Regions from separate parts of the Hordeum vulgare genome. Here region 2 is linked to region 1. A link is a contact called in public Hi-C data. All regions are on one chromosome and are shown on one strand. The core of a region is the stretch at or near the end of the contact, and the rest is flanking DNA. Distances in the headings are between cores, read along the strand shown.

Region 1 (7,713 bases), core at 2,794-5,293:
CGTGAACAATTTTTAAAAGCATGGATTTTTTTTTGAATCTTGAGAACAAATTTTGAAAATGAGGAAAACCAATTGGTTCGTTTTTTCTTTCCATTTTCCTTTTCTTTTTGTATTTGAAGCAAAAACATTTTTCGAATTCGAAGACCAATTTTGAAAATTCGTGAACAAATTTGGAAGCACGAACAATTTTTTAAAGCACGGATATTTTTAAAACTTTAAAAAAGGAGAACAATTTTGAGAAACCCGAACAAAATTTGAAAGCGCGAACAAATTTTTAAAGCACGAACATTTTTTGAATTTTGAGAACCGATTTTGAAACCCGGAACAATTTTGAAAAATCCTAAACAAATTGTAAGCACGGACAATTTTATAAAGCATGAATATTTTTTAAATTTTAAGAAGAAATTTTAAAACCAAGAACAAATTTAAATCTGATGAACAAATTTCGAAACCGAGAACAATGTTTTGATAATACAGAACATTGTTTTAAAATCGTCGACATTTTTTGAAAACCAGAACATTTTTTGAAACAGATACAGAAAAGGAAAAAACGGAAAAGAATAAAGAAAAAGAAAAACTGATTCAAGGAACCTTCTATAAGTTTTTAAAAACCGGTTAAAAACCTCTAAAAGATTTCCAAAACCGGGTGATGTAATCCCACTAAATGGGCCAGCCCATTTAAAATCGATCCTCCTCCCGCTCTGTGTGAAGCCCCGACACCGTTTCGCACAGAGCGGCGAATAGGGTTTTCTTGACCTGACTACTAATTTACGTAAATGGGGTTGTCTAAAAAAATGTAAATGGGGTGGGAGATGGACCAATACCCACGCTTGTTGCGACGGATCCGTCGGCCCGTACGTCCCTCTCGGCTGTTCTGCGCGCGGCGCGTAGCGACTACCTCGATCGGACTATTTGCACTGCCGGACGACGGCACGCCCCCCTCACTCCGGGTGACGGGTGGTCGCGTAAGCTTCAACCGGGTATGAAGCGCCACTTTTGCCACTCCAAAAAAATGGACTTTGTAGTATGTAGCCGTCATATGACTTTGAGCTTGTTCGGCAACCATCCACCTCCGTAAAATACATCAGGCAACTAAGAATTAGCAAATCCTATATTTAAACTGACGCGTAAGTGAACCCGGATTCGATGTATGGGCTACAATGAGTGCAACAAATAATTTAGGAAACAAGATTTCACTTCTACTTCAACAACATATGCCTTAGAGCAACTCTAGCAAACCCCTTAAAACCTCGCGGCCCGTATTATTTCGGCGAGTTTACGGGCTTGGTTTGATTTTCTGGCCAGACCAGACCCCGTATAGTCGGGCCGGCCCATAAACTTTTTACGATGGCCCGAAAACGTACCCGCCCCCTTTGGTATATATCCGGGTCCGCGACCGCGATACGGGTCGAAACCCTATCTCCCTGCAATCGCGATTGCCCATTCCCCGCTTCAATTTCTCATCGACGGTGGCAAAAATTCGCCGCCCCGTCCACCGATCCTTCACGATATGGAGCGGGATGTGGAGCTCTAGCCGGCGCGATGGCGACGACCCCAAGCGAAAGCGTTGCTTCGTCCCCTATGCGGCGAGGAAGCGGCCCGCCCTGCCATACACCAACCGCGGTCTTGAGCCACCGACGTCCCTTCTCCTTCGCGAGAATACAAACGCAAGTAGGCGCTCCTTCGCCACGGGTTGATGTCCGGCTCCTCCACCACGGGCAGTTCCTTTGTCGGTGCTCAAACTCGTAGACGCCCCTCGCACCGCTCAAAAAAGAGCCGAAGGATCTCCCGCCGCTCCGCGCGATGAATGGGGAGCCGGAGCCAGAGCAACGGGGAGTCATCACGCCGGAGGGTTACCTCCCCCCCAACGGAGGCGGATGCCATTGAGGCGGCCATGGTCGTGCGCTCCATGTGGGACAGGGAGGAGGAGCAGCGTCGACGGGACGCCGAGATCGATCGGATCCTCCTCCAGCAAGGGTTCGCGACGACACGGGAGTTCATCGCCAACCAAAAGGAATGGCGGCTCGTAGCGAAGCAACATAACGAGGTCTACGTCGACCTAGTGAGTCCTGGCTTGTATGCCACCCAGTACTTGCTACAATTATTACTTTCTAAGTCCACCTTACATGTTTCTTTAGTTTCAGCTTACAGAGGTCCACAGTTTCACATTATATTACACACAGGAGAGGGCAATACAACAATGGTTCAAGCAGAAAAAAGTAGGTAGAAATCATCAAATGGTATATACTCACCTATACACCAATACCCTTGTATATACTTCCCACTGACCTGCATCTAATGGCCCTTTTGTCGCTGCTCCCACCTAAGGTCCTCCGAGAACTCCATCATAGCAGCTCTCGGATCGCCGTCTGTGATGGATAGGTAGTACTCAGCAGTTCCGTCATCGACTTGCAAGCTCCGCCTCACCGACTCGAGAATCCGTTTGCTTTGCCTTTTTGCAGCTGCGGCGTTTGTCACGGATTCTGTATTTCCATTCGGGTGGCCCTCGGGATAAAAGACCGCGACTTCTCTCTTTGAGTTGTGATCCATCTCAATGTAGCATGTGCTACCCAGCAGGATTTCTGGATCACTGATTGGTATCAGAAGCCTCTCCCTTGAGTAGATACCGTGGTCACTCATCATATTGTTGAACCGTTTGATATCAGTCACCTGTTTGAAATTCACACAATATCAAATACGTTTTGATAGAGAATAGAGAATGTTTGCTCACACAGGCACAGTACAACTGTATAACTTTCTGAAACAGTGGAAACATTTGCCTGGAATGATACAAATTACCAGCATTCAGCCACTCACAAATGAAGTAACTGAGGATACCAATTGCTTTCAAATTTGAGTTGCATCAACAACTTTGTCAATAAAACTAGTCCAACAAGTTTGAAACTCCGTGTGGTCAATGTTTCGGATTAATTCTATATCAGCGGCAGTGAACTTAAAAAGGGTTATTAGCTGAAGGTGCATGGGCACTCTACAGCCTTACTATCAATTGTGGCGACATTATGGAAACCAAACGTCGAGAGCTAACTCAATTACTTTGAGACCTAACAAAGTGAGCCACTACAGCCTTAGTATCAATTAGAAGTTTAGAACACTCAACATTTTAATTGATGCAGCTGAGCAAAGAGTACTGACAGGCATATCATGGAAGCAGCGTATCTATCATCAAACATTGTATCATGAGCATTATCAGATAGCCAACGGTTAAAACATGATGAGCTATGCTAACGACAGCGTGGTGAGTCCTGCGACAGTGAGCTTCCATGGTATCCAATAACATTAGATTATCTGTTAGACAATCTCTCGCGTCAGACATCTTGCAGTATTTCAATACTATGGGATTCGATGCTACCGCGGAATCTGCCAATTTCAGTATGGGTTGGTGTCGCTGTTGCCTCAGGTAGCAGAGCGAACACACATCACGATTCAGCTAAAATCAATACCTGAATAATAAGCTGCAGACGGGGAGGATGGATGGACAGAGAGCGAGAGATGATACCTGGACGGAGTACTTGAGCGCGACGCCGGGGACGGTGTCCCCGCGCCGGACGGTGTGCGAGAGCGCGAAGCGGGCGAGGGATGCGGCGCGCCAGAAGGCCCTGGTGGCCGGGTCGCCGAGGACGCGGCGCACGCCCCATGGCGCGCGGAAGGCGGCCTCCAGCACGGCGCGGTCGGAGGCGACGGCGCGCCAGAGGCGGCAGACGCAGGCCGCCCGCGCGACGTCCGCGGGCGGGAGCCGGTGCAGGACCGCCCGCAGGAGGTCGGCCGGGAAGTCGCCGCCGCCCATCGGGGACGGCTCCTCCGGATCGGGTTTGTCCGGGAGGGCGCGGTCTCCGGCGCGGCTGGTCATGGCGACCGGGAGGAGGAGGAGGAGGATCGCGCGGGTGGATGGATTGGACGAGGGGGAAGAAGGCGGCTTGTGCGGTGGCGCGGGGCGTGGTTGACTGGTCGGCAGGGGAGACGGAGATGTGGTTGGTCCTCAGGGGCGGTGCGTGCACAACTCCCGGACCGCACCACACCACAGCACCGCAGAACTCCGCCAGGCCTTGTGTTAACTTTTTCTTTTTCTGCAGGATAAAGTCGGGTATTATTACCCGTCCTCCAAGAATTTAAAAAGTCCGTTGCAACGAAAAATATCATAATCTTCAATGGTCATGATCGTATTTTGCTGCATCATTCAGATAGACTATCACTTTCAGTTTCATGATTATGGACCTTCGAAAGACGGGCTCGACATGGCCTGTAGGAGGAACCCTCCTCGTGTTACACTTGCACGCAGGAAGAGGATAACATAGACCATATCTTGGTGCAATGTGTCTATGCGAAAAAGATTTGGCATACTTGCTTCGACGCATTGCAACTAATGATGGCCGCTCCGAGCAGTAGGGATACTCTAGTGGCTCAGAGCACGGAAAGGTTTTCAAGGCGATGACAAGCAAGGTTTTGACTCTTTAGTCATTGGTGCGATTTGGTCGCTTTCAAAGCAAAGGAACACTAGAGTCTTTAGCCGTGTGGAGCAATTCAGAGACCCGAGAAAGCTAGCCAGGTGGATCCTTGAGGAATTTTATGATTGAAGACGAGCAGCAGTCGGTGTAGGTGGTCTAAATAGATTTGTGAGACAGTGACTCAGTTGTATCGGTGGGAGTAGGTGTACTTATGGTTGATTTTCACATTGACCGTAGGATTCTTATAAATATTTTGATCTCTTATATAAAAATATGATACGTCATTGACATACTCTTGAAAACAAAAACTCTTAGTTTCGTGAATCATGAACTTTTTTAAAACTTGAAATCATTAACATTTTTCATATTCGTGAATAATTATACTATTTTTCGAACTATTTCTAGAGTCAATAACATTTTTTGAATTCATGGACATTTTATAATATTTGCAAACACTTTTTAATTATTGTGAAAAAAATCTACACAATTTTCATGAATGAGCGAACATTTCTAGAATTGACGAACAATTTTTTGGAACTTGATGGAACAATTTTTAAAATTTACGAACGTTCCATGAGTTGAAACGGGAGAAAAAAATTCATATACACTATTACTCGCAATTTCATGAAATCATAAACATTTTTTAACTCGTGAACATATATGAAATCATGAACATATTTGACTTCATGAACATTTTCTACTATTTGCAAACATTTGCTTTAAACCATGAACGTTTTGTAAACATTTCTTTGAATCGACAAACATTTCTAGAATAGACAAACATTGTTCTGAAAATTTCTGGCACAATGTTTGAAATTCATGAATATTTTTTGAAATGCATGATCTTTTTTGAATCAGCAAACATTCTATGGCTGAATAAACTATTTTGTAGGTCACGAACAGTTTTTTAATTTTTTGGATATTTTTCCATTCATGAACATTTTCTGAATTGGGAAAACTTTGTTCAGTTTCATTAATACTTTCTAATACACACACTTTTTAAAAACCATGAAAAAAATATGAATTTCCAAAATTTCAAACATGGTTTGAATAAGGAAATATTTTTTATAAAATCATGAGCTTTATTTGAATCCAGAAATATTTGACTTCATGAAAATTTTGGAAGTCCCAAATTATTTAAAGAAAAATTGCAAAAATAAAATTTAAAAACAGGACGCCCAGACATGGGCCGGCCCAAACAGGTGTTATGTGTTTTCTCACATCGCGAAAAGCGTAGTATAGGAGGTCCCTACTGCATGGGCCGACCCAGGCGGGGGATTCTCCTGTGTGAAACTTGTTTTATCAGTTATAGGTGGACTTGCTGGTTAATATTTTACAATTTTGGGCATTTTATATGAGCAACGGGGCACCTGCAACCACGACGCCAGGGGTGGAGGGGGGAGCTCGTCGGATTTCGAGTGGCAACGCTGCCAACGTTGAACAATGAGAACAATGGATCCATTGCTGCAATGCGTTGATTCGTTGGAGTGCGCACGCTCATTACCGACCCGACCAAAGTGACTGTGAAGAAGGACCATTCTGACGCCGTTTGCCGGCGAAGGCACACTTGTGGGACTCCTTCCGCTTCCACAACCTCATGCGGCTTCGTTTTTGGCCATATCGATGCTCTTCAGCGACGAATTAAACCTTTATGGCGACAACAAATGTGGTTGAATCTGGCGTCGCTGAGGAAGAAGAAAGCGACGAGGGGTGGGACTGCGGCGTGGCTAAGGGGAAGCGTCATGGGTGAAACGGATCTAGCTAGTGCTTACTATCCCAGTTTCTAAATATAAATCATTTAAAAAAAATTAAAGAGTATATACAAAGCAAAATGAATGAACCTATATTTTAAAAAGACTTATATACATTCTTATGTAGTCTGTATTGTAATCTTTTAAAAGACTTATATTTACCAAGGGAGGGAGTAGTTTCATTGAAGATTTTTTTTTCCAGTTAAATTTAACATTTGGGTTGTTTAGCGGTATATATACAATTAGGTTGTCCGCTAGAGTTGCTCTTACGTACCAGCTATAGTTTTTCTTTCTCCTGTTTTATCGTCGGCCATTTTTTTTCTTTGCGTTCTCCAGCCTTAAATGAAGCGGCAAATTGATAGAGCGGAGAAGGGAGATACTGCTAGCTAGCATGTGTGAGCAGATTTAGCAATGACTGATATGTGATCCGATCTGATACCCCTAGGCTGGGAAGCCGGCACGTCCAATCCAAGATGGAAACAATCAATTGAAGGCAGCTAGCTGCATGTTCATGGCCTGTTCCAAGTTGGGACTGACGCCGATGATACTTCATTCAATCAGCGTCTGAATTGAATGGGGGCGGGGCCTTCCTTCGTCCAGCGCGGGGTCGTTTTCGGGGCGGCCATGCCCACCTACGTCGCTGCCGGCGCCGGACAGGCCAGCGCTGCTCGCCGTCCTTGCCACAGATAGGACCTGCTGTTCGCCGTCGACCGGTGGGGCGTTGATCCTGTCGGGCAGATCGGTTGGCGGTGGTTGCCCCCGGCCCCGGCTGTTGGCCTGTTGGAACTACTGTCTACTGTGCTGTGCTGGTGGTGGTACCACCGCCATGGCCTTCAATTCTCCGTCTCCATCTACTAGCTAGCTGGTACCCTTCTCCTTGGTCCGTCGATTGATGTCTACCGATGCAATGGCTTCGTTTTTACAAATTAAATAGCTCAAATCTCATCCTCACCTCCGAATGTGAAGTGATGAAGATGAGATGAGATGAAGTTGGTACCTGAGGTCCAGAACCAGTCTCTACAAGAGAAACACTCCTATATTTGGGAATGCCACCTCACGTGACGTTGTTAGAGCATCTCTAGAGGTAAATGGCCGTCCCGCAAAAACAATCTATATCTATATCTATACCTACTACCTAATATATATCTATTATATATCTTTACCTAATAATAAAGAGGCTATCGCTTTCGTCGGAAAACCCACCAAAGTGATTTCACAAAAAAAACCTTGCTATTTATGATATTAAACTCGTAGTATATATTAAATGTTTTTTAAAATACTTATATCTTTTAAACGTAACTTCAAATTTAACATATTACATATGGAATTTGATTAGAAAAATATGTAGAATTTAAATATGATATTATTTTATCTGTTAAACGTTCAATAAAAATACTATCTAGGGTGTAATAAATAAGTCATTATTCGTCTTTCTTTCATACCAGTACTCATCCGGGTTGGGGATGAACACGTCAACAAAATCAGGATTGGAGATGAAA
Region 2 (7,428 bases), core at 3,152-5,651, 220 kb after region 1:
GATGTATATACACTCAGGTTTCAAAAGTTTTCCTCCGTACAGAAAAGTACTACTAATATACTTCTTCTGAAAAAAGTCAGTATAGCTGGTAGGAAAGCGTTCTCGATCAGTCTCGGTCCAGTCTCTCCGTAAAATATAATGTCTCTATCCGGGTACATATTACCTCCATCACAGTTTAGAAGGCACGGTTAAATTTACGTGCATTTTCATAATAGACAAGATTTAGGATGCATTAAATTTACTCCTACCAGTTAATTACTACTCTGTTGTACTACTTATATATGCATGCGTAGTACGAATAGGTTTCAGAGAATTTCCAAACACGCCTTCGAACTGTGATGGAGGGAGTATATAAGATTGGATGAAGGAAAAGCGAAAATGACAGAACCTTTCATCTTTCGGCTCAAAGATTCCAGTGTATTTCATGTTTTTGCTACACTTTTTTTGGGGGTACCTTTTTGCTACTCGTCTGTTTTAGCATTCTGGAAATATTAGCTTGGTGTGAAAGAAAAATCACCACATTTCGCTCTCTAATTTGAAAACTGAGACACATTTTTACATTTTGTTTAGAACCCGTCTTTTCAGCCTTATATGTCATCAAAGTGACAAACGATTGGGCATGAGCATCGATGATTTCTTTTAATATCTCAAGAGGCAATTCAAATGTGAGTTGCGCTCTCTCATCAACTGTGAAATTGAAAGGAAAAGGTAAGAAAATCTAACATATTTAACGATGAACATGTTCGTCTGCTCTAATTGATTTCCAATTGTTCATGAATTCAAAAGATGTGTGGTACCTCGCAAAAGAAAAGATGTGTGGTGATCTAGACAAAAAATAAAATTAGGTGGTCAAAACAAAGCCTTTTTTCTCGCAGAAAAAGATCTTGTTGTTCTCCCAAACCACCATGTATGTTTTTTTTTCTCGGGGGAATTTTGAGTGTGGCTACACGATCAAAATGTCCCACAAAAATGTTTATTTTTTATTTTTTTGTGGTGATTTATACTATTCCCTCTGATCCACATTAATTGAGTATGTTCAGTTACAAAGTTGTACTAAGTTCGTGTCAATTGATTTGGATCGGTGGGAGTACATATTTTGCTTGTTAAAATGTTTTTTTTTCGTTTATCTTAAGTTTAAAACTAGAAGATAAACATGTAGCAATTGGATGTTGAGTGGCTTAATTGAAACTCCGGAACGTTGATGCAAGCAGCTACGACAACCAAAAGGCGTCCAGGGAACCGCGACGACGACAACTCTGACAAAAGAAAATACAAAAGATATCATTCGGTACATTAATGTAAAAATGAGGCGGAAGATAGAATTCAAGAAGAATTGTACAAACCTGTCCGCGTCAGTATGTCACCGCATCGTAAAATTAAGCCACCATGGATAATAGAACAGCATGTGATGGTACATTACAGAGCACGACACGTCGACACACCTATTTGAGAAAAAGAATCTCCTTCTTTTCTTGATCAAATCTTCGCTCTGAACGGTGACATGAAAAATTCCCACTATGTGAATGCTTGTAACTGCTGTCCACTTCATCCGTTCACTAGCGTATGGTTGCTTGTGATATGCGAATACATCTTCTTTTAAGCTTGAAGGTATCTTATTCATTAGGCCTTGTTCGGTTTGGTATGGATCAAAGGGCATTGGAAGGGATTGTGGGGTGTCAAAGGATCAAATACTTTGATCGAAAGCGACAAGCAACATCAAACGGATAGATAGATTAGATATATATATAGATAGATAGATCATGTAAAGAAGCAAGTAACATAATAGCGCACGTAGCACATGTACTGCAATTGAGCTGCTTTGCTTAATTTGCTTTGCAACACGGTGCTGATCAGAATCATACATGCCTTTTATTCTGTTTGTCAGCTGGTAGGTACCACTACTGTACATGCATATCGACTGTACACACGCATAATTAAGCATCAGGACTTAATCAGATTGATCACAACATCACATACATACAGGAGGGGAGCCTTATTAGCGACGCTGCATTATGGACAGGTAGCGTCTGGATTGGAGCTGGACGCGATCGATCGATCAGTGGGTCGATCATGCCTGGATGGACGTGGGCTGGATGACGGCGTCCAGCTCGGCCCTCATGCTCTTGTTCCTCTCCACGTTGTGGTCGGGCTGCAGCTCGCCGTCGGCCGCGCCGCCCCAGATCTCCGGGATGGCTCGCCGGAGGCCGCCGATGGTCTCCAGCGCATAGTCCGCCTCCTTGCTCCTCACCCTCTTGCCAACCTGCAAACACTACTCGATCAGACGATGGTCCTTTGATGACGACGGCGATTTCATCTGTACAGAATGCTGGACGGCCACGTAATCGACCGGCGACAAAGGAAACGCTATCTGATTGATGCGATGGGCCAGCGATTGCTGACGGAATGGAAGATGGCACATTCCGTCGGGAGATCTTTTTTCCTTGTCCCGTTTCTTCCACCACATTCTTTGGGGGCAATGACAGCCACAAACCAAGGCTTGCATGTGCAGAATCAGGCTAATCGCTCGCCATAATACCACCCAATGATGTGAACCCAGATGGCCTAATTGGAAACCAAGCTGCTCGTACATGGAATAATGGCGTCTCTATCTATCTTAATCAGCGCGCACCGGCCACCTGATCGATGGACTGATCGGCCGACCTAATTTTACCCATCCAACAACGAAGGACAGCAACGCGACTGGGAACTGACTCGGCGCCACGGAACCTTCAGTTCAGCGTCGTTTAGTTGGCTGCTATCTAATCAGTTTTGCGCAAATTGCGTCAAGTTTCCTCTGTTCTAGATTGATTACTGTGGCTTGTGAATCATCGAGCACGGACCCTTCACACGCAAGCCTAATAAACTGTCGAGGAAAGATGAAGAGAATATGCATGTGCTTTCGATATGAATTACAGTATTAAATTAGGTCGGTCGAGATGAATTAGATAGTTCATTTACCAGGGCTGTGCGGAGGCCGAGAGCTTTTCCCGACGCGATGTTCCTCTCGTTGTCGTCGAGGAAGAGCTGACACACAGAGATCCACCTATTAGTTTTGTGATGATCAGGCAAGAACACAAACCAAGCACGCGACGATGACAAGTAATATAGTACTATCATAAGCTTTGCTTTCATCGAAAGATAATTGCTGATAAGGGCTTGATTAGCTGCTAATGGTTTTTTAAAGCTGGTGGCTTGTGTTACCTCCGGTGTCACTTTCCGTCCATCGGGTTCAGTTCGTTACATTATTATAAGCAGATGAGGCTATGCGCGTTGATTTCTACTGCGATACGTTCTTAAAAAATCAGCAGATGGTTACCGTTCGACGTGGGTTTGTGCCGGCGACGCGCAGGGCGGTGGCGAAGGCGTGGACGGACGGTTTCAGGACGACGGCGGGGCAGTCGACGTCGGCGGCGTCGTCCTCCGCCGCCTCCTCACCGAAGAGGTGCGGGTTCATGGTCTCGAAGCACACGACGTCGTCGAAGAGGGCCTCGTCGAGGCCCAGCCGCTCCAGCGACCTCCTCATGTGGGCGCGGTCCGAGTTGGTGAACAGCTGCACGCACGCACGCGGCGAACATAAATCAATTTTGCTCGTTCAGTCGGATGATCATCCGTTGATGCTCGATCGAGAGAGAGAGAGAGATGGTAATGTGCTTACGATCTTGCGCTGGGGCATGCTCTGGAGCGCGGCGGCGAGCTGCGGGTCGGCGGCGATCACGTCGTAGGGCAGCCTCCCGTGCACGTAGCTGCAAATCAATCCATGGTTAGACGTGCCGTCGATTAGTTTGACAAGTTGGAGAAAGACAAGGTGGGTGTTGCTGTAGCGTGCCGACCTGTGGTACTCGTCGGGGTGCACGTCGTGGCCGAGCGCCTGCGGAAGTTGACGACGGGCGGACGGAAGACAGACACGAACACGTGAGAAAAGAGAAGGCAAAGTTGGCGTGTGCGTTTTGGGTTTGAAGAGAAGAAAACGTACGATGAGGCCGGCGAGGGTGCTGCCGTGGGAGCGGAAGAGGTCGGCGCGGAGCGCGGCGGCCTTGTCGGCGGCGAGGCCGAACCTGGCCACAAGGAACTCGTCGATGTTGCGCCTCAGCGCCGGGCCAATGCCGGTGTTGCCCGGGTACAGCGTGTCGTCGAGGTCTTGATTCAGTTCACGGAGCAGAGCAGAGGAACTCATCAGATGGTGATCGTCGGAACCAAGAAGAAAGGTACATGTCGTCAGCTTGATTGATTACCGATGAGGAGGCAGTCGAAGGGGGAATTGAAGGCCATGGCCGGAGAGCTAGCTGCGAGCGAGGAGCAGGAAACGGTCGATCGAACTTTTGAAGACGGAGCAGAGGAGCCTGTTCAGACTTGAGGAGAGTCGGGGTGGGTGGTTGATGTGCAGAGCGAGGGAAGACGGGGGCGGGTCGGGGCGTTTAAATAGAGCGGGAGCAGAACAGGTGGGCGCAAGGGGGAAAAGGAGAGAGTGGATGACAGGGGAATGTTGGTGCGTACACACGCGTGCATGTGCGTGAGGTGGCTTTCCGATCGGGTCTGTTACGGGGAAGCGGCTCGTGTTCCTCGCGTTCGCACGGGGGCCGCGTCGCGGAGCTCCCACGCGTCTCAGTGCCTCTGATGGATTGGGACGGCGGGCGGGCGGGCGGTCTTGGCTCACGGCTGCGTCCCGTGTCTACCGTTTTAAGAGCATCTTGGGCCAATTTCATCACGCGATCCCAAACGAACGTCCGCTTTGTTAGGATTCTGTCCATTTGAGTGGAGAGAAGGGTCGTGTCCGGCCCTGTCTTGTGATGCGCTTGCCACGCATCCAGCTAGGCCGCATCCGTTTGCCCTATCTTGTCAGTCTTTGAAAAAACAACGATTCAGATGTCAACGGCCCTAGTTCACGCCGACAACACAGTCAAGGGCTTACACGTCCTCGCCGGCAACAAAGCCAACGACAGGCAACACAGACAGCCTCCAAAATGAATACTTTTGTTCATCGACAACACAACCAACGGGCGGCAACACAGCCAGCCTCCAAAATGAATACTTTTGTTCACCGACAACACAACCAGCGGGCGGCAACACAACCAGCCTTCAAAATGAATATTTTTGTTCACCGACAACACAACCAGCCGACGGCCGCTGCAAAGAAACCGGCCGAACGACAAATGCCAAGCATGAGGAGGGCGTGTGCTTTGTTGACGATGGCCTCCTTCTCCTCGACCTCGATCTTGCGCCGCGTGACATCCGTCGCATCGCGCTCGGCGGCGAACTTGCGCGCGACGGCGTTGTCCTTCACGGCCGCTCCCCGGTTTCTCCTCTTCGCCGATTCCGCGTTCAACTTGGCGATTTTCTCCGCCGTGCACTCCGCCCACGCCTACCTTGACGCCTTGGCCTTCTTCTTCTTGGCCATTCCGGGCTGGTGGACGGCGGGCCGCCGGAATTCGGGTGGGCGTCGGCCATGGACGGGGGAGAGAGAGGGAGACGGTGGGAAGTGGGAGGGTTTGGGGCAAAATGTCGCCAAAAGGGGCGGGGTGGGTTTTACTTTGTGCCACCGACTGGCAGGCCACGAGCGGACGAACGCGCGTCCCGCCTGTCCGCGCGCTGTCCGTTTCACCCCAAAATCGGCGCAAAGTTGGGCCGGGGATGGGTCGAAAACGGAGACAAAACGGACAAACGCCCGTTTGCTCCCGCGCGCTCGGCCTTCTGTTTTGTCCGTTTTGCCCCAAACGGACGCGCGCGGACAGGATGGGGTCGCGCAGTGGAGTTGGCCTTAGAGCATCTCCAACAGCCGCACTAAACAAGCGCCCGTCACTAATTTATCCATTTTAGCGCGAGTGTCTCCAGCGGACGCGCAATAACCGCGCGCGCGGCATATAGAGTTGGGCGCGCGGTCCGAATCGTCATCGCGCGCTATGTATTTGGGACGTCCGCTTCCGCGCGCGGCACACACGAGCGCTTGCGACGCACTCTCTCCACTGCGCCATCTTCGCCCCGCACACGCCGGCGCCGACGAACTGACTCGATGAACGCGCACTCCGGCTCCCCCCTCACCCCATCTTATAGCCGCGAACCCTCAAAAATGACGATATTAATGTCGTCGATGCACAAGGTTTAGGCAGTGAAACGGTTTGGGATACAATGTTATAGAAAAAAATACGAAAAGAGACTCATGCCACAATATTGACGACGGACGGTAATTTGGATGGATGAATTAATATTCGTGCGTTGCAACAGAATAGAAAATAACACACGCTCTGAACGCAATATATTTTCACATGACGTCATATTTGTGTTGCCGACGATGGTCTTAGTGCTCACACAACGAAAAAACGTTTGAATGTACAGTCGCTCGGAATAAAATGAGAAATATGTTATTTCTCCCCCCACGAGGTTTTCCAAAGGTGTGCATGTGTGGTTAACGATAATTTCTTTTCTCTCAATTTGGTTTTAATTTAATGGATGTTTGTTGCAATTTGTATCGTCGTCGGAAATAGAAAAAAAAAGGACCGTGCACTACAAATTAAGTTTGCATCAAAAATAATATTTAAGAAGTATTCAACATCTAAAAATAACATTCTATTTAGATTCTACATATTTTTTTAATCAAATTTCATATATAACATGTTAAAATCGGAGGTTTAAAAGATATGAATAATTTTATTTTAAATAAAATATGGATTAATTAACAAGTCAGGTAACGTTTCGGCTGACTTAAATTCGGACTGTGGATTGATTACCTGAAACATCGGACGATTTTTTAAAAAATACAAAAAACGATTTTCTGACTTAAATCCGGACTGCGGGCTGATTACCTGAAACATCAGGGGTTTTCTAAAAAATGCAAAAAACAATTCAGAAAATGTCGGTTTTTTTTAAACAACCACAACGTACGATAGAAATATTGAGTGCTTTATTATTAGGGATAGATATAAAATGCCCCTTTCTCCCGCCCGAGAGGTGATAAGGACAAAGCCTTTCTTTCCTTAATCTTCAGACTTTAATGGATAGAATGTAAACTTTAAAAGTCTTCTTCCTGAATTACTTTTCGTCTAGCAGTCCAGATCGTCAGAAACGTCACTACCAGCTTGATCAAACTTGCATGTGGCGGTGCATCAACCATACAGAATATCCACTGTTTCGCACTTGAATTTAGAATTTTTTTCTGAACGAAACTTTAATTTCGACAGCGAGGGAGGACACAGCATAGCCTTTTTTTAGCTTTTTTTTTTTACGTGTGCCTTTTTTTTTAGCAAAGCCTTTTGTAGCTAGATATAATTGAGGACAGCATAGCCACGCCGGGCTGCTGCTAGCTGGGCCTCGCGCCTTGTGCAACCTGGGCCTGTCTGGGAAAAATGTAGCGGGCCGAGAATTGCCTTGGAGGTTCAAAGGCTGGAGAGTGTTCGCGCGAGTTCGCTCCCCCTCTTCCTTCTCCATGGATCCAGA

Evidence for each region. Hi-C and Micro-C count contacts between places; a contact is called where the count stands out from the background.
Region 2: a contact with region 1 is called in a Hi-C map of seedling, with 1.9 times the contacts expected there. The contact joins the promoter of LOC123447319 here to the promoter of LOC123451029 in region 1. A contact is called at or near these places in 2 of 6 Hi-C or Micro-C datasets (leaf and seedling).

What each region holds. Positions count from the first base shown.
Region 1 is chr4H:13,069,103-13,076,815 of MorexV3_pseudomolecules_assembly, forward strand. It overlaps LOC123451029 (F-box protein At1g55000), which reads right to left and starts at 4,044. Exons shown (of 2, transcript XM_045128047.1): 1 at 3,518-4,044; 2 at 2,090-2,670. The coding sequence starts at 3,868. The coding sequence ends at 2,296.
Region 2 is chr4H:13,292,597-13,300,024 of MorexV3_pseudomolecules_assembly, forward strand. It overlaps LOC123447319 (suppressor of disruption of TFIIS-like), which reads right to left and starts at 4,402. Exons shown (of 7, transcript XM_045123910.1): 1 at 4,233-4,402; 2 at 3,974-4,137; 3 at 3,831-3,868; 4 at 3,656-3,743; 5 at 3,317-3,550; 6 at 2,959-3,024; 7 at 1,802-2,260. The coding sequence starts at 4,269. The coding sequence ends at 2,069.